5 separate regions of the Mus musculus genome follow, and regions 1, 2, 3 and 5 are each linked to region 4. A link is a contact called in public Hi-C and HiChIP or PLAC-seq data. All regions are on one chromosome and are shown on one strand. The core of a region is the stretch at or near the end of the contact, and the rest is flanking DNA. Distances in the headings are between cores, read along the strand shown.

The links. A called contact is a pair of places that touch in the nucleus more often than the background predicts. HiChIP or PLAC-seq counts read pairs in DNA pulled down with a chosen protein or histone mark.
Region 1: a contact with region 4 is called in a Hi-C map of forebrain, with 7 times the contacts expected there. The contact joins the promoter of Bbs7 here to the promoter of Zfp267 in region 4. A contact is called at or near these places in 1 of 484 Hi-C or Micro-C datasets (forebrain), 3 of 115 datasets of contacts at active chromatin or transcription factors (astrocytes, bone marrow-derived macrophages and embryonic stem cells) and 1 of 9 other capture datasets (adipose tissue).
Region 2: a contact with region 4 is called in an H3K4me3 HiChIP or PLAC-seq map of bone marrow-derived macrophages, with 3 times the contacts expected there. The contact joins the enhancer-like site here to the promoter of Zfp267 in region 4. A contact is called at or near these places in 14 of 39 promoter capture datasets (the 3T3-L1 cell line, 3T3-L1-derived adipocytes, the HPC-7 cell line and 8 more), 1 of 484 Hi-C or Micro-C datasets (bone marrow-derived macrophages), 21 of 115 datasets of contacts at active chromatin or transcription factors (the NIH/3T3 cell line, bone marrow-derived macrophages, differentiating embryonic stem cells and 11 more) and 3 of 9 other capture datasets (adipose tissue, liver and pancreatic islet).
Region 3: an H3K27ac HiChIP or PLAC-seq map of embryonic stem cells shows a contact between it and region 4, with 3 times the contacts expected there. The contact joins the enhancer-like site here to the promoter of Zfp267 in region 4. A contact is called at or near these places in 2 of 39 promoter capture datasets (liver and pre-B cells), 10 of 115 datasets of contacts at active chromatin or transcription factors (the NIH/3T3 cell line, bone marrow-derived macrophages, embryonic stem cells and 3 more) and 1 of 9 other capture datasets (liver).
Region 5: a contact with region 4 is called in an H3K27ac HiChIP or PLAC-seq map of trophoblast stem cells, with 6 times the contacts expected there. The contact joins the enhancer-like site here to the promoter of Zfp267 in region 4. A contact is called at or near these places in 6 of 39 promoter capture datasets (cranial neural crest, hippocampal neurons, liver and 2 more), 5 of 115 datasets of contacts at active chromatin or transcription factors (acute myeloid leukemia, bone marrow-derived macrophages, cardiomyocytes and 2 more) and 2 of 9 other capture datasets (adipose tissue and liver).

Annotation. Positions count from the first base shown.
Region 1 is chr3:36,612,004-36,616,779 of GRCm38.p6, forward strand. Bbs7 (Bardet-Biedl syndrome 7 (human)) reads right to left here and starts at 1,386. Exons shown (of 19, transcript NM_027810.3): 1 at 1,247-1,386; 2 at 9-74. The coding sequence starts at 1,282.
Region 2 is chr3:36,446,341-36,450,993 of GRCm38.p6, forward strand. Anxa5 (annexin A5) reads right to left here. Exons shown (of 13, transcript NM_009673.2): 11 at 4,298-4,356; 12 at 3,972-4,094; 13 at 2,583-3,066. The coding sequence ends at 3,004. Among named protein-coding and RNA genes, the nearest start is that of Mir7009, 27 kb to the right of the region's middle. Within about 2 kb of position 3,236, at least 126 of the 459 cell types and tissues checked have an H3K27ac peak or open chromatin away from gene starts, as enhancers often do. A contact at or near this core is called in the NIH/3T3 cell line, adipose tissue, bone marrow-derived macrophages and 1 more, where this site is marked.
Region 3 is chr3:35,718,317-35,722,896 of GRCm38.p6, forward strand. No RefSeq gene overlaps it. Among named protein-coding and RNA genes, the nearest start is that of Gm25696, 15 kb to the right of the region's middle. Within about 2 kb of position 2,770, at least 134 of the 459 cell types and tissues checked have an H3K27ac peak or open chromatin away from gene starts, as enhancers often do. A contact at or near this core is called in embryonic stem cells, memory CD8 T cells and regulatory T cells, where this site is marked.
Region 4 is chr3:36,149,589-36,154,581 of GRCm38.p6, forward strand. It overlaps Zfp267 (zinc finger protein 267), which reads left to right and starts at 1,492. Exons shown (of 4, transcript NM_001101478.1): 1 at 1,492-1,607. The coding sequence starts at 1,605.
Region 5 is chr3:36,530,584-36,535,203 of GRCm38.p6, forward strand. No RefSeq gene overlaps it. Among named protein-coding and RNA genes, the nearest start is that of Smim43, 11 kb to the left of the region's middle. Within about 2 kb of position 1,593, at least 72 of the 459 cell types and tissues checked have an H3K27ac peak or open chromatin away from gene starts, as enhancers often do. A contact at or near this core is called in adipose tissue, bone marrow-derived macrophages, forebrain and 2 more, where this site is marked.

The DNA of each region.
Region 1 (4,776 bases), core at 136-2,635, 460 kb after region 4:
TACAGCACCTTTTGTGTAGCCCTTTGTCTTGAGGTAGGAAGCAACTTCATAGTTTTCTGAGAGGTCACTCCGACCTAAGGAAACAGAACAGCCAGCTAGTTGCTTTCTACATGCTGTAATTTGAACATCCGAAAGTGGATGCTTTCGGACATGCTGTAATTTGAAGTTCTTACATTGATAATTTAAGAAGAACAGACCACATCATGGGAGTTTTAGTTTTTTTCAGTTTTAGGTTTTTTTTTTTCTCACTGAAATGTATATTCTTATCAGTTAACTTTCATTTTGATGAAATATGTCAGAGAAGGTCGGAATACAGGAAACAATCCAAAACGTTTAAAATATATATATAATCGTGTAACATTACTGGCAAGGAGCTTCAGAAAATATCTTCAGAAGCCCTTCCTATTAGTGATGGGAAATAGGGGACTTCCGCTGAAATAACATACCTGCTGACATCCTAAGATTCCAGTGAAACTGACCATGACTATTTACAAAAGGCACAGCGAGGAAAAACAGCATGACTTGTTCATCAAAGGTGACTGTCACCAGAACTTAAAAACAACCAATCATGAGAAAACCTGCTTGGTGCATGTATAACTATTCTGAATTTTTAGGCACGCTGCTACAGTTTTAAGCAATCCATTTAGTTTAACATTGTCAAGTGCTTTGAACCATAGCTTGGGGAAGTTGGACTTGGAGATTGTAGGTCCTATCCATCCAAGCTAAAGATGAGAACCCAAACTGGGAATCACAGAGATGGTGACTAATTGGACAGATCCAAGAGATATTGTCAGGGTGTAGCTTCCATAAAATACTAAAGAGAACTATCTGGCCCAACGCCCTGGGGAACTAAGTGGATGTTTATACCACGAAGAACTTCTTAAGAGATGGGTAGGAGGGATAAGAAGCCATGCACCACAGGGATGCCCGCTCTGGAGTCCGGCGCTTTGATTCAAACAGCAACTGCATGATTTGTTACTACGGGGCCAAGTATTTACCTTCTCTGGGCTCCTAATTCTTCATTTGCACTAACTACCTTAGTGGCAAATTTTTGTGATGATTTAGTCAGTTCATTAGGGCTGTGATGGTTCATTGAAATCTGGCTGGTGTGGTCAGGCCCAGTGGGAGTGACAGGGCGGTCGAGACCACTGGGAGCGGCTGGGACACCCCCAGGACCCGGGCCTGGAGGGACCGGGGCTTCCCCAGGCCCGCGTCCACCCACGAGGGCGCCCGCCAATCGGTTTACCTGGAGGTAGTCTGCCCGGCTTAACGTCAGATCCATGGCGGCCGCACGGAGAGGCGGGACCCGCTGTGGAAGCCTTCCCTCGGAGAGCCCACCACTAGACTGACGAGCCGGCCTGCGTCAGGGCAGCGGCGCCCAGCAACGCGGGCTCGACACGTGACCCATCTTAGCTCACTGTGAAGCCCCGCCCTCTCCCGGGGAGCTGCACCAGGAAAGGGGGGCGGAGGGAACGGTCCTCAGACGCTGGCCGGTTTCCAAGGCAACCGGGGCGCATTCTCTGCCTCCCAGCTCTGGGCCGCTGGGCCAGCGATCTGCTTGGAGCTTCGCTGGAGCTTCGCTCATGCATGTTCCTTCAGCTCTGAATGAAACTCTGGAGAAGCGAATATTTTGTGCCTTGTTCTACTCCTGGTTCTTCATTTTAGGCTTTGTCATACAAATTTTCCCCTCAAATATTTATTTTTGTTTTGTGTGTATATGAATAGTGCCTGATGTATTAATGTGCATCACATGCGTGTTGCCTTCTAAGGAGGCCAGGGCCTTGGGACTCCCATGTGTTTGTTAAGAAACCTAATCTTGGGTCCTGTGCAAGAGCAGCAAGTGCTCTTAAAAACACTGAGCCACCTTCCAGCCTGGCACGCAAATTCTAAAACAACAACCCCCCATAAACTGTATTTATGTAGTGTGTGTGTGTGTGTGTGTGTGTGTGTGTGTGTGTGTGTGTGTGTGTGTGTGTGTTTTGGAGGTCATGTCGAAGTCTGAGTACAACTTTCAGGAGTCATTCTTTCCACCCTGAGGATCGTTGGGCTTGGTGGCAACCTGCCCATTACCTGCTGAGCCATCTTGCCAATCCTCTTCCTCCCATTCTATAACTACACTCCCCTCCCCCAGGGCCACAGTACAAGACTCTGAGTCAAACAAATCAAATCGAAACATAATAATAATACCTAAGAAATGAGTTTGAAACAATAGAATAAGCGGAGAAACTAGACAGTAACGACACAGAAAATCTGAGTAAACTCGGGAGGCAGAGGCAGGCGGATTTCTGAGTTCGAGGCCAGTCTGGTCTACAAAGTGAGTTCCAGGACAGTCAGGGCTACACAGAGAAACCCTGTCTCGAAAAACCAAAACCAAAACCAAACCAAACAAACAAACAAAAAAACCAATAGCAAGTAATGAGAAGTCACCTTAAAAAGAAAGTTCAGGACAGGCGACTTCAAACAAAAGCACCAATTCTTCCCAAACTATTTCCTAAAATTGAAAGGATGGGGCTTTTTCAAACTCTTGTAGGCCAGCATTTCCTCATACCAAACCAAAACAGGACACAAGAGAAACACACACACACACACACACACACACACACACACACACACACACACACACCCATGCACACACCCCCATGCACATCTCACACACAGTCTCTTGCCACTTGTCTTGTTCTACCTTCAGGCTACTAACAAAAAGAGCATCAGCAGGTGCAATCCTTCCAACGGATATGAACTAGAGTTGTGAGCAAAAATAGACTTATTTTCTTTAAAACTTAAAAATAGAAAGAAAAAAAGGTGAAAGAAGGGAAAAAGTCAATGAAAAGTCTAAACAAAGATCACTGATGAAACAAAGAAGTAAAAATTTCAAAACAAGCAAGCAAACAACCTAGCAACGATTCCAACAGCACAACGAAGACATCATTCCAGCCAGGAGCTGTCAAGCACACCTGTGAGGCCAGCTACCCCTAAGTCTGGGTAAGTTGGTCATTAATGAAAAGCCCTGGGTAACATGGAGAAAACCTGTCTCAAAAAAAAAAAAACCCAAAACATAAAATTTCAACATGCTTTTGTGAAAAAAACCTTTGAGCAAATCTAACTGTATAAAGAACGTGTGCCAGGGCTGGAGAGAAGCAATAGTTAAGAACACTAGCTGCTCTTCCAGAGGATCTTGGTTCAATTCCTGGTAACCACATCGCAGCTTACATCTGTCTATAATTCCAGTTCCAGGGGATCTGACACTCTCACACAGACAAACATGCATACAAAACACCAATGCATATAAAATATATAAATAACCATGTGTCATCATAAAGTCTATATAATAAAAGTCCACAGCCAATGAATGTCAAAGTGAAGGGGGAAATCTGGAAGCATTTCTCCTAAGATCTGGAAAAAGTTAAGAGCATCCCCTTTTGCCACTCTTAGTATAGTACTGGACTGTGGAGTAATTAGGAAGAGAAAGAAATAAAAGTATACAAATTGAAAAAGAAGTTACATTGTCTCTGTTTGCAGATGATATGATCTATATATAGAAAGACTTAAAGACCTTGCTAAGAGTGTTAGAACTAATAAATTAAGTTTGTAAAATTGAGGTGTACAAAATTAACATATAAAACTCATCATTTTGTGCACCAAACTTTCTGAGACAAATTAATTTACTAAATAAATAGCCTAGGGGTTCTGTAGATGTGGCTCAGTTGGTAGGGTGCTTGCCTTGCATTTACAAAGCCCTAGGCTTGATTGCCAGCACTGCATCGCTGGGTGCGAGTCACATGACTAAAGCTTGCTTAGGGATACATTGTATTAAGGATGGGAATTATCAGGTGCGGTGGCACACTCCTTTAATCCCTGCACCAAGGAAACGGAGGCAGGTGGATTTCTGTGAATTTCAGGACAGCCAGAGCTATAGAGTGAGATCCTGTCTCAAAAAATAAATAAAACACTAATGAAAAAATTCATTTTTCACTCACAGAAACACGGAAGAAAAAGGAACCCCACCCCATATTATTGAACTGGAAGAATTAATACTGTTAAGATGTCCATGTTAACTTATAGTGATACATAGACTCTGTACAATCTCATCAAAATATCAATAGCGTTCTTCAAAGAACTAGAAAAAAAACCCTAAATGTTTATGGAGACAGAAAAAACCCCAAATATCAAAAAGAACAGACCAAAAAGAACAGAGCTAGCGGCATTATAGTGTCTGATCTCAAGATACACCACAGCCATAAAGTGACAGAGCCAGCTTGATACTGACCTACCTCCTACAAATAGACAGAAGGAACAAAATAAAAAGCTTAGAAATAATCCAAAGCGCTAAGACGAAAGGATGGACCATCCAGAGACTACCCCACCTGGGGATCCATCCCATAATCAGCCACCAAACCCAGACACTATTGCATATGCCAGCAAGATTTTGCTGAAGGGACCCTGATATAGCTGTCTCGTGTGAGGCTATGCCAGTGTCTGGCAAATACAGAAGTGGATGCTCACAGTCACCTATAGGATGGATCACAGGGCCCCCCAATGGAGGAGCTAGAGAAAGTACCCAAGGAGCTGAAGGGGTCTGCAACCCTATAGGTGGAACAACAATATTAACTAAGCAGTACCCCCAGAGCTCGTATCTTTAGCTGCATATGTATCAGAAGATGGCCTATTCGGCCATCATTGGGAAGAGAGGCCCCTTGGTCTTGCAAACTTTATATGCCCCAGTACAGGGGAACGCCAGGGCCAAGAAGTGGGAGTGGGTGGGTAGGGGAGCAGGGT
Region 2 (4,653 bases), core at 1,986-4,485, 300 kb after region 4:
CTCTTCACATAGATACAAGCTAATTTATAATTTTAGCCCTGTCCTTACCTCCTACTGTTCAAACATGAGTTAGGAAATGCTATGGGTACTCTTTCTCAACCCTGATTCCTCAGTAAGGGTATTGGAGACTCTGACATGCCACCATTCATAAAAAACTATTATAAGTTCTATGCACTACTTTATTAGAGTAGTCTGCTATATGGATGGATATTTAGGTTATCGTTAAAATAGACTATCATGATGAGAGCCTTGTGTGTGTATCATGCATAACTGGGACAAGTGCCCAGGGTGCTGTTGGAGGGTAGACAGTAAATGCCCTCATAGCTTTGATAAGTGATGCCAGTGTGTGTTGGCTCACATCCCATTCTGTCACGTGAGCGTTCCACCCTCACCAGTCTTCTGACGACACTGTATCATCCAGGGTTTGAATCCCTGACAATCCTCACCATTCCTGGCAGAGAGAAATCTTGATGCAACTTGGATCTGTGTCGTGTTAGGGGCTTCTGCTATCTTTCACCTGCTAAAAATGAAACCATTTTTAGGTTTCATTATTGTGGTGGCTTTTTCTGCTCTGTAGCCCAGTCTGGGCTATGAAATCATAACAGTTCTCCCTCAGCACCCCAAGAGCTGAGCTTACAAGTATCTGATACCTGACCTGTTCTGCTTCCTGCCTTCTTTCCTTAAGCCCTCTGCATCTCTAACTCCATGCCAACACTTACTTCCAGAGACTCTTAGCCCGAAACACGAGGACATGACTTAATTATTATGCAATGACCACGTTTACTATTTTGAGATTTAACTGAATAGAGGAAGTTCAGAACTAATCTTATCTTTCTCCTCACGATTGCCCGGTTATCTTCACACACGTTATTTGTAAAAGGAACTGCACTGTTACACATCAAATTAAGACCTGCCCACTTTATGAAAGGCAAAGTCTCTAACTGTGATGTCATTTTAAGCAAAAGATTGGAAAGTTCCTAAGTGTCCATCCATGTTGGTTTCAATGTCCCGGCTTGGTTTTTATTTACCAGTCTATAAAGGCACCAATTCTGCAGAGCTTTGACAACTCTGGCAGGGGTGTAGCTCCGTGGTGGAATACTTGCTCATGATCTGCTAGGGTCAATTTCCAGACCCACCACCTCCTCCCCAAAGAGAGAGAAAGGGAGGGAGGGAGGGAGGGAGGGAGGGAGGGAGGGAGGGAGACATACAGAGGATGGTATCTGGAGATGAAGGTTAGCTTAGGCTATGTGGTATAAGCCTGTCTCTCCAAAGAAGAGATACATGTTCACTGCTCTCATTCAGATTAACTAATGAGTCTCTTTAAAAGTGATCTGAGAAGAACTACTGTTTTCACAGCAGGTTCACAGCAAGATGGAGCAGGGCGTTACAAACTGGAAAATACAGCACACGGTAAAGCATTTTCTTTTTCTGATTAGTTTCCTATTGTAGCCCAGGCTGGCCTGGAACTCGAAACATCCTCTTGCCTCAGCCTCCTCGATGTACGGATGACAGGTGTGGGCCAGCACAGTCAGCTCATCGCTCAGGAGCCGGCAAGTGTGTGTTGCACCGCTTATGTGATGGACTGGGCTCTGCGTCTATGGAGCTTGGGCGGGAGTGTGTGTGTGTGTGTGTGTGTGTGTGTGTGTGTGTGTGTGTGTGTGTGTTTATGGGTGGGTGGGGTGTCCAACTTCACATTACCACACACACAATTTTTACAGTTTCCTTGGTTATTTTGTAGAACAGTGAGGTCTGTGAAAAGATCGCTGTCATTATTTAATAAGGATATTAACATTTTACTTAGGAAAAAAAGTAGCCGTGAGTATATAGCATATGTACAAATGTCAAGGTAACTCCACTTCAAGGCACCCAAAGGTGGGAAACAGGAAGGCAAGGCTGAAGAAATGGCTTCCTAAAGAGTACTGTCTGTGTTATCTGTGATGAGACAGACGTGTGGTGCCTGAGCACAGGTAACCAGCCTCGTGGCAGAACATGGATTAGAATAAATGGGTTATCTTAGGTTATGAGCCATTAGGTTATTTCTGGGACTATGGGACTGGAGGAAGAAACTTCTACAATTATCTCAAGGAGGAGGAGGAGAAGGTAAAGAGCAGAGTTACAAGCAAACTCGAACACACTGAAATTTTAGGTTGTGCAAAATTTACTCTTTCTGCTGCTAGTAGAAGCTCCATAGTATTGTCCTAGCTGGTGAGGAAATAAATCTCTTCTCTTCACCTCCCCTCCTCCCACCAGGGGACCCTCCCCTCCCCAGCTTTCATCCCACCAGGAAACTGTTTTACACACACACACACACACACACACACACACACAGAGGAACACATGCACCTCCACCCCACCCCACCCCCTTCCTCCATCCACACCCTACCCCCACCTCCCATCCCCCACCCCCCATTCTCTCTCCATCCTTTACCTCACCGCATTAGGAAGTTCAGTCTGCGATACTGCATGTTTTAGTACCCCAAGACCAACTATAGTTTTAGCTTTAACTAATACTACTGTCAAGTGCCTGCTTTCAAAGGGATATCATTGTTAAATAAGCTTTCTAAACACAAACCTACACAGGATTTGGAGGGAAGGGAATGTTTTTATTTGTCGCCAATGTTTTGGATACTACCATCATAATTTTGCAGGTCTGCTAGAGCAGTAAGCTTGATTGACAGCATTTCCAAGAGTTCACAATTTCACCGCTAAGGTTCCAATCAAGATAATAGGGTTATTAACTTAATATAAATGAAGCTTTAAAAAAGGATATAAAAAGCAATTCATAGACAATATTAATAACTCAGACATTGGACTGAGAGATATGGGAAGGTCACTACCTACTGTAGACAGAACATCAGAAGGGCGGGACACTGCTTTCATCTAAGACACCTTTGGTCATTAGCATACTAGTGTAAGGCAGCGCGGCAGGCACAGAATGCAAGCAAGTGTGGTGCTGAGGAAAGCTGATGGTGGGCAGCAGGCACAGGGCGCTCCAGGCGGCTCTCAGTCATCCTCGCCCCCGCAGAGCAGCAGCAGGGCCTTCTTATAGTCTCCAGATGTGTCGCCCTGGAACCCAAACACACTCTGTCAACTCCATGACTCACAAAAGCCACAGGAAATAAAAAGATGAGGAAATGGCTGAGGGTGACTATCGTTCCTGTGACTTTTCTCCCCACTGGGCAACTTCTCTGCATGACTCTCACAACAGGAATGTTACACAGGGAAATTCCTACCAATACCGCTCAGTTTAACTTTCTAATTTTACCCCTCGAGGGCTGTTCTCTTAATGGAGTGGACTGTGTTCTTCCATGGAGAAGCAGAGAAGCCGTTCCAAGTATGTTAAATCATCATGCCTTCAAACAGACGCCCAGTTTCTCTCGGGTAACAAAGGCATGCAGGGCCTCTCAGGGGCTGTGGCTTTGCCTCGGACATGGGCATAGGGCATGCCTTCCTTGGGCTCCCCTCATGCCGCTTATGTGTGAAATGCTAGTGTCTTAAGTGCACAGACTCGCTGGCAACCCTCAACCCAAGCTCCACACACCACACACATTAAATCCAACGCTTTTGCTCAACTGAAACCTCTCTCTACACGTGGTCCACAAGGAAAGATGTCAAGAGACTTCCTTTCAGCCACACTTCAAGGTCACAGGGGTCTCTTGCTGCAGCTATGACCTGACACCAGGGGCACAGTGACCACAGACAAGGAAGAAAGAAACACTGACGAGAGGGAGGAGCTAACAAAGGCAGCTGATACTGATGGATACACAAGCACACATTCTAAAAACGGACAAAGCCTTGGGTCGGTTGAGCCTTGGCCGGGGCTGTAACCCAGCTCCCCCTTTATCCTTCTTTAGAACCCCTCTAATCCTATGACTAATATTTTAACTTAGCACGGGAACTGGATTCTTCCATCCATTTCCTTCATGCTGCCCGATCTGGCTCTGTGTTTCTAATGTAAACCAAAGTTCTACCTTGATCATAGAATACAGGGAGGTGGCGAAGTTCTTCCTAAACTCCTTCCTTATGTTAAACAGGTCAATCTCACTCCTCGACACCACGACTCTGATGAGGGTGTGATCGTCCGTCCCAGCACCCTTTAAAGGAGAAAAGAGTGCAGGTGTTAAAAGTCTTCACATACAGCACCAAATGCCCCTGGTTTGAGGTAAATCATTGAAGTCTGGTAACGTAGAAGAAACAGGCTACACATCGGAAAGAGACATGCATCCCCAGGCTGTCACATGAAGCATAGTCAGAGCTAGAGAAGGCTGCATTTATTAGATGCAGGGTGTCTACTCACCTTCATGGCATAGTAGAGGGTCTCTGCAAGGTAGGCAGGTATGCTCCGAATAGACTTCACTAAGAAAACACATAGTACAACTGTCAAAAGCTATTCGGACATGAAGAATGATGTAATCAAAATGCAAACACTGTCTCCTGTTCTTAGCTCTGCTTCTAAGTGTAAAAGTGAGGTGCCCTGCAGAGGGGCATCTGCAAGCTGCTGGGGTTCCCTCCGCAGCTGTCTTCTGACTCTCTAGCTTGGCTCTCTTCAGAGGACTGTGCGGGTCCAGAAAGGCCCTGGAAAAGAGGCTCTTCTCTGTGCCCCTTTGTTCTCTGCGGTCTTTGTTGGCACCTGGGTGGTGATAATGCCACAGC
Region 3 (4,580 bases), core at 1,520-4,019, 430 kb before region 4:
ACCTAGGCTCCCCACACATATATAGCAGGTGTGCAGCTTGATCTTCATGTGGGTCCCAAAGAACTGGAGTGGGATCTATCCCTAAAGCTGTTGCTTGTCTGTGTAATTTGTTCCCCTAACTCAGTCTACTGCCTTGTCTGGCCTCAGTGGGAGAAGAAGCACCTAGCCTTGCAGAGACTTGATGTGCCAAGAGGGGAGGAGAGGGGGCGGGTGTACCCAGGAGGGCCCTCCACTCTCTCAGAGAAGGGGAGGGGGTGATGGAAAGGATTGTGGGAGGGAAGGACCAGGAGGAAAGACAGAGAATCTTCCGGTACATCTACTTAGACCCTTCTGGCTTTTAGAGTCTCCATTGAGAAGTCAGTGGTAATTCTAATAGATCTGCTTTTGTATGTTGCTTGGCTTTCTTTCCCTAGAGGCTTTTAATATTACTTCTTTTTTCTGTAAATTTAGTGTTTTGATTATTATGTAGTGATGGAACATTTTTTTTTCTGGTCCTATCTACTTGGTATTCTATATAATGCTTGTACCTTTATAGGCATCTCATTCTTGAAGTTAGGAAAAAAATTTTTCTATGATTTTTGTTGAAAATATTTTTTGGGTCTTTAGGCTGGGTTTCTTCTTCCTTTCCTCTGCTTATTTTTAGGTTTGGTCTTTTCATAGTGTCTCAGATTTCCTAGATGTTTTTATCAGGAGTTTTTTTGATTTAACATTTTCTTTGCCAAATGTTTCTTCTACTGTGTCTTCAACACCTGAGATTCTCGCTTCCATTTCTTACATTCTGTTGGTGATGCTCGCATCTGTAGTTCCTGCTCACTTGCCTAGGTTTTATATCTCCAGGATTCCCTTAGTTTGTGTTTTTTTTTTTTATTGCTTTCATTTCCATTTTCAGGTCTTGAACAGTTTTATTTGTTTCCTTCACCTGTTTGTATTTTCTTGGGTTTCCTTTAAGGAATTTACTCATTCCTTCCCAGTGTTTGTATTTTTTAGGATTTTTAAAAGGCATTTATTCATTTTCTCTTTATGGATCTCTATCATCATCATCATCATATATTTGATTTTAAACTTGTTTCCTGTGCTTCAGTTATGTTGGAATATTCACTGCCAATGGAGACGTGGCTATTGCCATGCCCCTGGCTGTTGTTGAGTGTGTTCTTATGCTAGTGTGTCAACATCTGGGTTTTTGGTGATTATAGGTCTAGATGCTGTTTTCTGGATTTGTCTTTTATGTCTGGGTATTGTGTTCCTTGGTTTCTGTTTCCTCTTTGGATTTTCAGGGAGTGTGATGGCTGCATGTTGCCTGTTTTCCTGACCTGCTCTGCTTGTATGTTCACAGGGAATGCACACCGGTGTTGGAGGCTGGGATACTAAGATGAGGTTTGGGGGTGGGGGTTAGGAGGGAGTGGTCAGTGGAATCTACAGGAAATGGGGGAAGGAGGAAGGGAGCTTCAGCTAGTGAACTGTTGCAGGGTTTGGGATTGGGTCTCGGGGAACAGAGGGAGAGGAGAAGAACTTCTGGGTCCACCCCTTGGTGTTTATCTTGCTTCTCATATTGGAAAACAGCACTGAAACAATTAGTAAAGACGTAAACAACTTGAGGCTAGGGTTGTAGTTCAGTCGGCAAAGAGCTTGCGTAGAGTGCAGGAAGTCCTGAGTCTAATCTTCAGAACCACGTGTGACTGAGCAACGTGGTGTATGCTTGTAATTGCTGCAGGAGAGTCAGAAGTTCAAGGTCAGCTACACAGTCAGTGTGAGGCCACTTTGAGCTGGCCTCAACTTATTGAGACCCTGTCTTACTCGCACATACTAAGCCCAACTATATTCAATGGTATTTTCAAATAATGTGATCCATCAAGTTTAAAAAAAAAAAAAGCCAACAACATAGGGTCTAGTAGGCTTGAAGGGAATATTCTGTTCTACTAGATCTATGGTAACCAACTAGTACCAGCCCTGTGTCTGTAGCTCTTTTTCTGCAGTATTGTTACTTAAATGCCCCACACCTTCTAAATGTCTGGAGCACTCCAGCAGATTCAGCAACTACAAAGTCTCCAGTTTCAAATACCCCAGAGGGAGTACTGGCCCTTCCCAAAAAGCAATTCCGAGTTTGTTAAGACCCTGTGATCATAGGTAATTTCGTGTTATAGTCATAGACTCTCACACAAATGTGTCACTATGAGTCCATGGTATTAGAGATGGCCCCAGAATTCTACTTTCTAAGTACGTTCTCCCATACTCTATTGCCCTTATAAGTATGAGCTTCTATGCCTGCAGTTCCCGAGGCCCTGCACTCTTTAGAAGTGTCTTTAGCGATGGAGTTCTAGATCAGAGAGTGCTACCCTACATCACTCAGCAGCCCACCCAGTCCTGACTCCACCCTTTTTAAAAATTCTTTCTATAGACCCAAAAAGGAGTACTTCCGGGAACTGGAAGTGCCAGGAAAGGAGGAGTTATAGGACTTTGCAGAGCAAATGACTGATAAAAGGGAAGGCAGAAACCTTGGGTGGGGCTGTCATCCCCACCACTACTGGTAGTGGCTAGTTTTTCCAGGGCAAAAGTCACCTGCCTTAAAGGAAAATTGTGGAAAGGGAGAGGCTGAAGAGCCTGTATCAGGAGGCCAGTGCTGCTTCTAAAACAGGTTTCTCCAGTTCTGCTTCTGAAAAGCTAGCTGGGTCTGTAGTGAGCTTTAAGGGTAGATTTCCTCCTGACTGCGCTTCTGACTCATTACAGGTCTTTCTTCTTGTTGAGCTGAATTTGTTACTCAGAGAGGTAAACCACACCCACCGAACTTGCGACTTCTCCCTGACCAGGGTGGGGGAGCTTCCTGAGACAAGAGTACACATCACACAGCACATTGTGAAATTGACTTCACCCTCAATTAAGTCTGTACTTTGACTCTATAAGTGACGCTGGTTTTGCCATATATGTCATCTGTGATGGAACTGCCTTCTGTTGTCCTTGTCATCAGTACTCAACACATTTCAGTAAGAGTTACGTGGCTAAGGCAGACTGGATCCTTTCTTTCTTTCTTTCTTTCTTTCTTTCTTTCTTTCTTTCTTTCTTTCTTTCTTTCTTCCTTCCTTCCTTCCTTCCTTCCTTCCTTCCTTCCTTCCTTTCTTTCTTTCTTCCTTCCTTTCTTCCTTCCTTCCTGCCTCTCTCTTCTTCCTTCCTTTCTTTCTTTCTTTCTTTCTTTCTTTCTTTCTTTCTTTCTTTCTTTCTTTCTTTCCTTCCTTCCTTCCTTCCTTCCTTCTCTTTTTCTTTCTTTTGTACCTCCCTAGCACAAACATCAGTTTACAGTTTACAGCAATGCAATCTCCTGTGACACCTCATGGGGAAAAAAGCAGTCTGGCTGTCCAACAGTAATATGATTCCCCGAGTCAGGTAAATGGAGTAGGCCCCACTCCCACCCCTGCACCCCATATCTGTGCTGAAAAAAAAAAAGTCACCAGCTCCCTGGCTCCTCTCCAGGCTCCTCACATCTGCACTTTCTCTTTCCCATTCTCTGCCAAGCTGGGACTGAAGGTCCTGCCCTGCTCTCCATCTACATTCTCCACCCTGTCCGCCTTGTCTCCTTCCTTATTCTATGGAACCAACGCACACCTCTCTCCTTTGTCTACCTTTTCAAACTCAGAAATAAAACAAAAGGCCTAGGCAAAGCTGTTCCATTAACATTTTACCCAGCTTCTTCTTCTTGGTCTCCACCCACAGCTTCTTCCTCTATGTCACCCTCACTTCAAAGGGAACCTGTTTCCACTTGCAGAGTTCTGGCAGACCTGCAGTGTGCACCAGAAGACAACCATTTTGTTGCAGCTGTCTTTACCTTGGTGGCCCTCCTATTGGAAAGGTTCTCTATCTCTCAATTCTAATGGATATTTCTTATCAAAATTTCCACCCATTCCCCTTGGTCCTCACCCATTTCCTCTCCACATCCACTGTGACAAAAATGGCACCTACATCTGAGTCTTCCAGCTGCTTGACATTATAACAGCTGTACTAACTCACTGGCCTGTTCCAAACGGATCACTTGGCCTCCTGAGCCACTAAGCGTTCAGACTAGATGTCTAACAGAGGCCTGGTTTGGTTTTTGTTTTTGTTTTCCCCTTATTTGGTTGCTCTAAATTGTTCTGTCTGTCATTTCACTGTTGTACACCTGAACACACACACTCTTTGATTGACACTCTGATCCATTTTGGCTACACATTTATACGTCAGAACTTAGATCCTGAATTCCCTACTGGGCTTTTTTATTCTACATTTCACTATCTCCTGATATTTCCATTTGACTTTCCTGTTATCATCTCAAACTCTCATCCCTGTTATAATACTCAACACCTTCTTTAAGTTTTACTAACATATATATAATTATTATTAACAGCATACATGTTGTTATGAAATTCATATAATAAATTTCATTATATTTTATAAGTACATATTATATATTTTACTCATATTTACCCCCATTGCCTTCTCTTGGGAGGGAGCTCCCAATACTTCCGATCTTTTTCTACTTCCCAACTTGTGTGTATGTGTGTGTGTTTGTGTGTGTGTGCACGCACATGTGCTTGCACACACATCTGCATGTGATG
Region 4 (4,993 bases), core at 242-2,741:
CTCACAAAAGAAAACCCGAATCTACAGCCTGACAATTAGGTCCAAGGCCAAACTAAAAAGGGGTGGTGGTGGTGGTGGTAATTTTTCTTATAATCTATTTAAATCACAGGGGGGCAAGGCCATGGAGGGATCAAGAGACAGGCTTCCCTCCTCATGTGCCCACCTTTGAACACTCCTGGTTGAAGTCCCCTGATCTGTTTTAGGACATGGTTACCCCCATTCACTGGGACCTAAAAGAAATATTGGCAGGAAACTGTGTTGCTTCACTTCTGACATAAATGGGAGAGATTCTCAGGTTCCCCTCACTTTCTTGAGGTCAGGAAAATTATAGCTCTCAGAAGAGGACTGTGACAGACGTGACCTGAAACCTGCTGAAGACCCGAATTTGGATGATTTAGTATAGTAACATATATATATATATATATATATATATATATATATATATATATATATATATATACACACACACACACACACACACACACATATATGTGTGTGTATACATATGTGTGCATGTATGTATATGTGTATATGTATGTATGTATGTATGTATACATATATGTATATGTGTGTGTGTGTGTGTGTGTAACCAATTCCACATATGATGATATGTTTGGATATACTGGGTTTTATTACAATCACTGTTTTAACTTTAATATGAACAGTAGAAAATTTTAAATTAAGTAAGTGTCTTAGTCAGGGTTTCTATTCCTGCACAAACATCATGACCAAGAAGCAAGTTGGGGAGGAAAGGGTTTATTAGGCTTACACTTCCATACTGCTGTTCATCATCAAAGGAAGTCAGGACTGGAACTCAAGCAGGTCAGGGAGCAGGAGCTGATGCAGAGGCCATGGAGGGATGTTCTTTACTGGCATGCTTTGCTAGCTTGCTCAGCTTGCTTTCTTATAGAACCCAAGACTACCAGCCCAGAGATGGTCCCACCTACAAGGGGCCTTTCCCCCTTGATCACTAATTGAGAAAATGCCTTACAGTTGGATCTCATGGAGGCATTTCCTCAACTGAAGCTCCTTTCTCTATTGTAACCCCAACTGTGTCAAGTTGACACAAAACTAGCCAGTACAGTAACACTTGAGTATTACTCCCCCTTTCTATATTCAATATTGCTGATTCAGGAGATTTTTTTCCCCTTTTAAAATTTGAAATTCAAGGACAGAGCTCAGGGGGAAATGGTGCCAAAGCTCTTCTCTATTGCGAATAATATACATATATATGATTCATAAATTGGTCTGACTTTATATACAATAGTAAATGGGAATGATTCCTCTAGGGTCAGCTTTACTACAACTGTACCAAAAACTTGTCATTTCAGCCCATAGGGTAGTGCTGGGGCCTGATGGGGCGGGACCGGAAAGTCATCCAATCAGCAGCACGATGGTGAGAACTTCGAATCAGACGTTTAGACAGGGTAGAGGGGGCGGGCCTTCATGCTGTGTTTCTGAAGTCCAGGATCTTGGAATCCTCCTCAGGCTGGGTCTCTTCCGGTGTAGACTGTAGCTCAGCCCTGCGGCATCCGTTTGCCCTGCGTCTGTAGGGTGCCGGGCCATCCACCGGGAGGACGCGGACTCCGCGTAGTCAAGCCACAATGGTGAGTGTGCATGGTGTCCTGAGACTGGAGGGAGGCTGTGTAGAGCCGGTGGGAATCGGCTGCGGCCAGTGCTCGATGTGGGAGGACGGTGAGCACTGCTGAAGCCTGCTGGTGAGTGTGTGCGTGGCGCGGCGAGGCTGGAGGGCTGCGGGGAGCCGAGGGGGAGCCGGCGACTGCATGGGGGGCGACGGCGGCCCCGCCTTCCTGCGGCCGGCCCTTGGGATCGGCCGGCTTGAGGTCCCCCTTGGTGGGCCATGCGTCACCGCGCAGCCTGAGCTGGAGATCCCCGGTACCCGGCCGCGCCCCCGAGCTAGCCGGTGCAGTGAAGGCCCAGGGTCAGACCCTGCTGCCCTGGAGTCCTCAGAGGCTCCAGCCTAGTAGCCCGGATTGTGCGGCGATAACCTGCAAGCGTAGGGCTCCCGCAGGGAAAGTGTTCAGTGAGGTGTCCTGTCCCTCCTCCCGAGCAGTCTAGATAAACGCGAAGCAGAATCTCCTATCCAGATGACTGCTCTTCCCCTGTCCTCGCTTCTCCTCTGGTTGGAGGAAGATTCCTAAATTTCCATCTCCTGACCGCATTCCCAAATGCCCATTTAAAAAATAATATTAACACCCATTTCCCACGCAGCATTTCAAATAGACATACATTTTGCTTGATTGGTTTTTTTCCCCACTCCACACACTGGGCGACATTTTAAAAAGGATTTACCCTATGGATATTTAACATAAAATCACTTGATTTTTTATTAAAACACACACACACAATGCCTCTCATTTTGTCATCCTTAGACACAGGAACCCCAATCAGAATGCTTTGGGGTTGTACTTGCCTTTTGGAGATTTTCCATAGTGATGGGTCTATCTTCATCTGACTCTACTTGGCCCTTTCCTTGCCCGGGTTTCAGAGATGCCAACACCAGCTGCCTTGTCTCCAGTGTCTAGGAGCATCCAATGATGTCAGTGTCTGGGCTGATCGTCCCAGCAGCCTGGGGTGTGAGGCTAGACCGCATTGGGACGCTGCTGGATGTCTTGGTGTTCTCCCATCTGAAACGCACTTGAGCTATCTCAGCCTTTTGATCAATATTCTGCCAGTTGTACTTAGCATGCAGGAGGCCTTCTGGTTGCTTAATTAAATCCTTGCTGCAAGTTTGTAAGAATGAATCCAGACTGCCAAGTAGTCATGGGAGAAGTGTTCTGTAAACCAGTTCTGGGCTTTCCCGCCTTGCTCTGCATCCCTTGTAGGGACGGAAGGTGACAGGGCTCATGGGCCTGCTTGTCCCCTTGTTTAGACTCACTAGCCTTTCTTGCTTCCTTGTTCTGTTGTTATTGTCTCTTTTTCATTTGTTTATTTATCTTCTGAGCTGGATAGGTGCATGCCAGCCATGGGATCCTGTGGGGTGAGAGGATTCTGGTCGTCTGTCCATAAAGGGAATCCCAGGGACCAAACTTAGGTTGACAGTTGTGGCAGCCAGTGCCTTTAACCCACTGAGGCGGTTCCTGAGAGCAGCCATTGGGGAAAAAAAAGTTCTTAAGGGATTAGTAAAAAGGCCTTTTCTTTTTAGCCTGGAAATAAGTCTTGTGAGTTTTCCTTTCTCAGCATGAAGCCGGTCTGCAAGGTAAACCTGGCTGTGGGTTGGCCTTTCTCAGCAGGAGACCCCCGGTAGCTCTAAGCTAGCAAAGAAAGGCCTAATTTTTAAATGTGAAACCACACCATGCTGGCAGGTAATTGGGCCTCAACCTCTACCCAGAAGCCTTTTTTTTTACTTAAGAGACTAAGATAATTTAAACCTTTTTAACGTTTTTAAATTTGTATCATCAACAAGTTCAACTTTTGTACCCAAAGTTATTGTAAGGCCAAAATGTTTGTAAAGTGAAACCGACTTTCTAGGTATGGCTGGACTGATCTGGCAGCGGTAGCCTAGGCAGTGGGGCTGGCTGAAGTCAGCTAAACATAAGCTAAGGCCCACTGCCAACACTATCACAGAGATCTGAGAGGGATAAATTTGAGTAGGAAATACAGACCCAATGGCCTCTGTATCAATGAGGAATGACAGAATCTAACCTGCTACCTGGACAGGCCACCTGGGCTCCTCCATGCTGATCTTGATAGCTTTGTTGCAGGCAGAGGACCCAGGGCAGTATTAGTCTTTGGTCTGCAGGTCCAGAAAATCCAAGAAACTTTCCGAGGAGGAATTTGGGGACTGAGCTACCTTGACGAGAGCAGGAGAGAGGCAGTAGATTGTCCAGTGTTGCCCTTGTCTACAGTTTGGCCAGGTCCTAGTGGTTGGGGAGGTGAATGGCAGTTCTTTGTCCAGTTACCATCGCAGCTCTGTTCCAGGTGAAGTCCACTGCCCCTTCTTCTTTGGTGGAGGGTGAGGGCTGTGGCCAGGCGCTGGGGTTTCTGCCTTTTTCATTAAACACCTGAAATGCCATATTTCAGCAGATCTCTCTGAGGGGCTTGAGGGCTGTCATTGAATCTATTATCTGGCCTGATTTTAAACAAAGTGTACTTGTTTTCAATTACTTGTTTTCGGCTTAACCTTGATGACATGTTCAGGAGGCATGTCCCTTTAAATGAAATCACATTATACTTAACATGACTACAAGCATAGTTCGGAGCACATGAAAGACTGATCATGTATAAGGCAACTGACCTTGAACTTGCAAGTCTTAATTATCTTTAACAGTTTGCAAGGTCTTGGCTTTTATAAAATCAGGGTTTTGCAGTTTTATCTCTGTTAATTGAAGATCCGTTAGCATTGAAATAAAACTTTAAACCATGAATACAGTTCACAGAGAAACTGACACCTTGCTTTTCTACCCTTTTACAGTATACCTTTGTAGACTATCACAGTTTCTTCTATGAGTCAGTTTATTGAAATAGCTAGAGCTTAACACAGTTACCAAAGACAAAGGCCAGACACCTTTGTAAGCAAGTTTTTGTTAGCTTGAGTAGACCTTAGGAATTCATAAACCTTATTCATCAAACATGTTCCTTACTGAAAAAAAGTTTTGTTTTTTTTTTTTTTTAGGAGCTTAATGTTGAACACAGTTAGCAAAGACATAAGTGGTTAGATAAAGCAGAGGGCTCCTTAGGACTAAGAAATTTTATGGATACTGACATAGTTTATATCTGTGGTTACCTTAACCTAGATGGCGACAGAGTCGCGTGGTATGCCCTCTCTTTAACCTTAGTAAAGATGGCTGCCAACCACGTGGTTGTTATTTACTCTAAAGTGAGCTATCAGGCAAGCATATTTCTTTCTCTTTAAAAACATTTATTTTCCTAAACAAGAGCTGAATCCAAGTTGCATATAAGCATGTTGTAGCAAACTAAGATTACCTTAGTTAAGATTACCTTGGTTTCTTACTATCAACCTTTTCTGTTA
Region 5 (4,620 bases), core at 343-2,842, 380 kb after region 4:
TCTATCCTTTTCTATGCGACACAGTGCTGTGAGCTGCCCTGGTATTTCAAGTGCTGTTAACTTGGGCACTCTACCCTGCCAGCTGGGTCTCCTGGACACTTTCAGTTACCACTGAGACCCAGTGTTCTTAATCAGAATTCCGACTTGATTCAGGAGTCTCCCTCTTCCCTTATGGCATGGATAAAACTGAGAAGTGGGTCCTGAATGGTCTAAAAATGCACTCGGAGAATAGAATGATTTCTTATTTTTGGTCCACAAGAGAGCCTGTGGCCTACATTGACTTAATCTAATGGAAATATATGAGTAAGCCTTCCCGAAAGCTGAACAGTGCTTCATCATCTGTAGGCATACAGGCTGTTGAGTGGGGAGAGATGCAAAACAGTGAAGTCTAGATACCACAGAATCACGGCCCGGGCTGGAGGCACAAAGGACTGATCAGTACTACAGAGCTCGCTGTCATTGGGTTGGGAGGGCCACCAAAGTGCTGGAGGAGTTGACTCCTTCTGCAAGAGGTAGGGGCCAGTTATCTGCCACTTCCCAAGATACCTCAAGAAGCCAGGGGCAGGGAGGTTTCCTCCACAGCAGGTGGTCCAGATGATCTCCACAGGAGGGAAGAGAGAAAAGACTTAGGAAGCCCAAGAGAGTTTCTGCCCTGAAGGTTAATGTGATCCTACAATACACACTTAAGGATTTTCTCTCTGTCTCTCTTTTTCCCTCTCTATTCCTCTCCCCTTCCGTTCCACCCTCTCTCCTTTCTTCTCTCCCTTCCTGTTCTTTTTTTCTTTCTCTCCTCTTTCTCCATATATAAGCAAATGAGAATGGCATCCAAGTTTCTGCTGGCAGTCAGCCTGCATCCTCCAGAAACAGCCCCAGGGTAAACTCACTGGATAACGCATGGCAAAGCAAACAGACAGAGCCTGTAGCCCTGGTGGCACTGTTGGCCTTGCAATCCAACCAGTCCCCAAGGCTTGCTTTTGTCCTATTTTGGACAAAACCACATTATATCATCTTAAAATTTGGCATTTCTGAGAGTACTTTGCAGAAACCATCACTTTTCTTATCTGTCAGATGATGCTAAAATAGTTTAAAGACATCCAGTAGTTGAATTGTAACTAAGCAGAATAATGTGTAAAGCAAGCAAAGAAAATATACGCACAGCTCGTCGGGATCTTTTCCTCTGGAGATCTCAACAGGTACAGTTTAATTGTATTTATGCACACTCTGATCTAACGAACGTGCTGCCATTAGAGGAATAAATCGCAACCCCTAAACAAGATGTCCAGTTTCAGAGGTGTAAATGGACTCTAGCCCTTTTCCTACAAGGTCAGAAGCCATGGGTGATAAATTCAACAGCGAAGAGACTGTCCTATTCTTTTCTTTATGACCCAGAGAGCATGTAAAAAGAAAATGTTCAGGGTACTGATAAACCTAAAAGTACTTGACTACCAATACGCCCTTGTAGGTTTCGCCCCATCTGAAATCTGTTGGTCGGATTACACTCAATAATGAAACAGAAACTTTGCCATACCCAAAAGAAGTGCTTGTTCCTTCTCCTCCGGCGCCGCCGCCGTCTGTGCTCTTTATAATCAATCACTCTGTGGGTTGTAGGGCTGAGCTACGGGCTCGGAACTTCACGATACATCAAGAATTTCTCCGCCCACCCAAGCTGTACCACAGCCACCTCTCATAACTCAGTGCCCAACACCGCTGTACCTCACCCGTTTCCCTCTTTTTCTCCTGTATTTGCCGGCTGGAAGGGTTTCTGCAGGAGGAAACCAGCCAGACGTCAGCTTTGTTTGCTGACACCTTGGTTATTTACCAAGTGACACCCCTTCCCCCAGCCCCCTCCCGCCCCTGCGGAATTCCCTTGGATTCTCAGGTGCTGTGGAAAAAGTGGGTAAAAGCTTAATGTTAGAAGCAGACTCCCCCATTTCTGCCTTCACTATTGACTTTAATATGGGTTAAATAATAACGGGATCTCCAGTCTCCCTATTGTTCAACCTCCAAACTCGTTTCCAAAGTCTTGGAATTTCTATTTCTCAGGTAAAAGGAGATTTATGTTTCTATTGTGCAGACTGGTTTTTCAAACCAACAGACCACAGATTGTTTCCTGAGAGCCAGGTCGACTTGATTTGAAAACAGCCGACAACAACGACTTAAAAACTTGTAACGTGTGTTTATATAAACGCTCATCACAAATATTCCGCTTCTATTAAGCTTTGTTTACTTGCAAAGGTCATGAAAGAGCTATAGAAGGTTCTCCCTGCGGCCGCTGGGGGTCATTTGCTGAGTCCTGATGCCTAAGAGAGCAGGTGACCTGGCCCAGTTAAAATCTTTGCCTCGCACATTGTGGTCTCTGTGAGTGTTTGGATCTCAGCTCTACCATATGTAAGGGGCCAGCATTCTGGACAGTCTTTGCTGGCACAAGTCCTGAACTCTGGCCATGGTGGTAGCTTCTTTGTGTCTCTGTCCCCCTAAATTAGGGACATACACACAATTATCTCCACATCCTCTAGTTCCAAGACTCAAAGGGCTTACGTTCTTTCTGCCAAAACCAGGGGTGGTGGAAGAGGGAGATTATCCGGGTGAATTGTCCCCAGCTGCTATAATGATAGGCATGGTTCAAAATCCAAAGTGCCTTTTTTTCCTGGAGAGCAATTTGCTCTTGGAAGGACCTTGACCCACATCAGAGACTTCTGCAATCTCCAGCAGTCCAGACATTATTCCCTTTGCCTTTAGCTAGTTATTCCATGTAAGGAACTGTTTCTAACCAGCCACTTCACTGCAAACCAGGAAGCACGACTGAGCACAGCAGGGCAGTTCCCCAGAGGAAATCATCAAGGCCACAGGGGCAGGCCCTGCCTTTCTTTTAACTCTTTCTTCTGTGGTGAAAAGTCTCTCTCCTGTGTTTTGTCTTATAGAAAACCTGGGCACCAGCCTGAACCAGCTGCTGAGGTATTAGAGTCTCTTTGAAACTGAAAGGACTCTGCCCCCAGAGGCTCCCAGTTGTTGACACAGACCTCTCCAAGTTCCTTGAGCAAGCCCAAAGCACTTCCTACTTGGAAAGGGTGTGAGAAAGGCAGCCATGTTAGTGAGGCTGTGGTGAGCAGTATTGCTTGCTGGTGTTTTGTTGTTTGTTTGAGGTTGTATGATGGTTTGTTTTCTGCCTTTTATTTTTCTCCCTTTTTCATTCTTTGTTTCATATATATATATATATGTGTGTGTGTGTGTGTGTGTGTGTGTGTGTGTATGTATATATATATATACACACACATATATATATACATATACACACATATATGTGTATAATTTTATTTATTTATTTATTTATTTATTTATTTATTTTTAAACAGGGTTTCTTTGTGTAGCCCAGGCTGTCCTTGAACTCACAGAGTAATAATAACGGGGTCTCCAGTCTCCCTACTGTTCAACCTCCAAACTCGTTTCCAAAGTCTTGGAATTTCTATTTCTCAGGTAAAAGGAGATTTATGTTTCTATTGTGCAGACTGGTTTTTCAAACCAACAGACCACAGATTATTTCCTGAGAGCCAGGTCGACTTGATTTGAAAACAGCCGACAACAACGACTTAAAAACTTGTAACGTATGTTTATATAAACGCTCATCACAAATATTCCGCTTCTATTAAGCTTTGTCTCTTTTTTAACCAGGCTGACCTTGAACTCACAGAGATCTGCCTGCCTCTGCTTCCCCAGAGCTGGGATCAGGAGGCGTGCGCCACCATGCCTGACTTTTGTTTCATAGTCTATATAACAAATTTTAATCAGTTTCGTCCATTCCCCTTCCCTACCTCCCTCCCTAACCCACCTGACCTCTTCTTCCCCTCCTACTTTCCTGTCTTTTTTTCTGTGTGTGACCCACTGAGTTGCCAGTACAAGAATGGCTATGAGGTTCTCTACCGGAGCACAGGCAACTTGTCAATGGTGACATCACTGAAGAATGGCATCCCCTTTCCCATGATCTATAACTTCTAGTCCCTCTGAGAGGCATGGGGTTTCATGGGCCCCTCCTTGTAGCTGTAGACCTTGGCCCTAGCTGTCCCTGCTTGCATAGTATCCATTGCCATCAGGTTCGCTGACCACTGACATTCCCTCATAGGAAGAGGGGTTAGCAGAGTTATATTGGCTGTTTACCTGAGAGTCCACAGCTCCTCGGAGGCATTTGTCAGCAACCCTTCCCAAATTATGCATGACTTCAGAGTCTTGGTAGATACAAGAGTACATACACTAGGGGAGGCTGGGGAAGAGGGGCACCTGTGAGGGAAACCGGCATTAGTGCTGATTAAAGACTTTCCAGTGGAGCTGCTTTGGGGGGTCACCTACGCTCTGGCAGGCAACCCTTCCCCCATATTATAGGCGAGTGGGCTCTATAACAAACAGTTGGTTACCTGGGGCAAACTTTGGTGCAATTGTTCTTTGGTTTGTCCTTGGGAACAAATGAAGAAGGGATAGATATAGTTTATGTCTCCCCAGGGAAGAATCCAGGATGGAATGAAGATAGGAATGTTCTTATCCAGGTATTGTACAGATAACCAGAGCGGCAGTGAGTTTGTTCCTGTGGTCTTTAGGCCACATACCAATGTATTGTCTGGGCTTAAGATG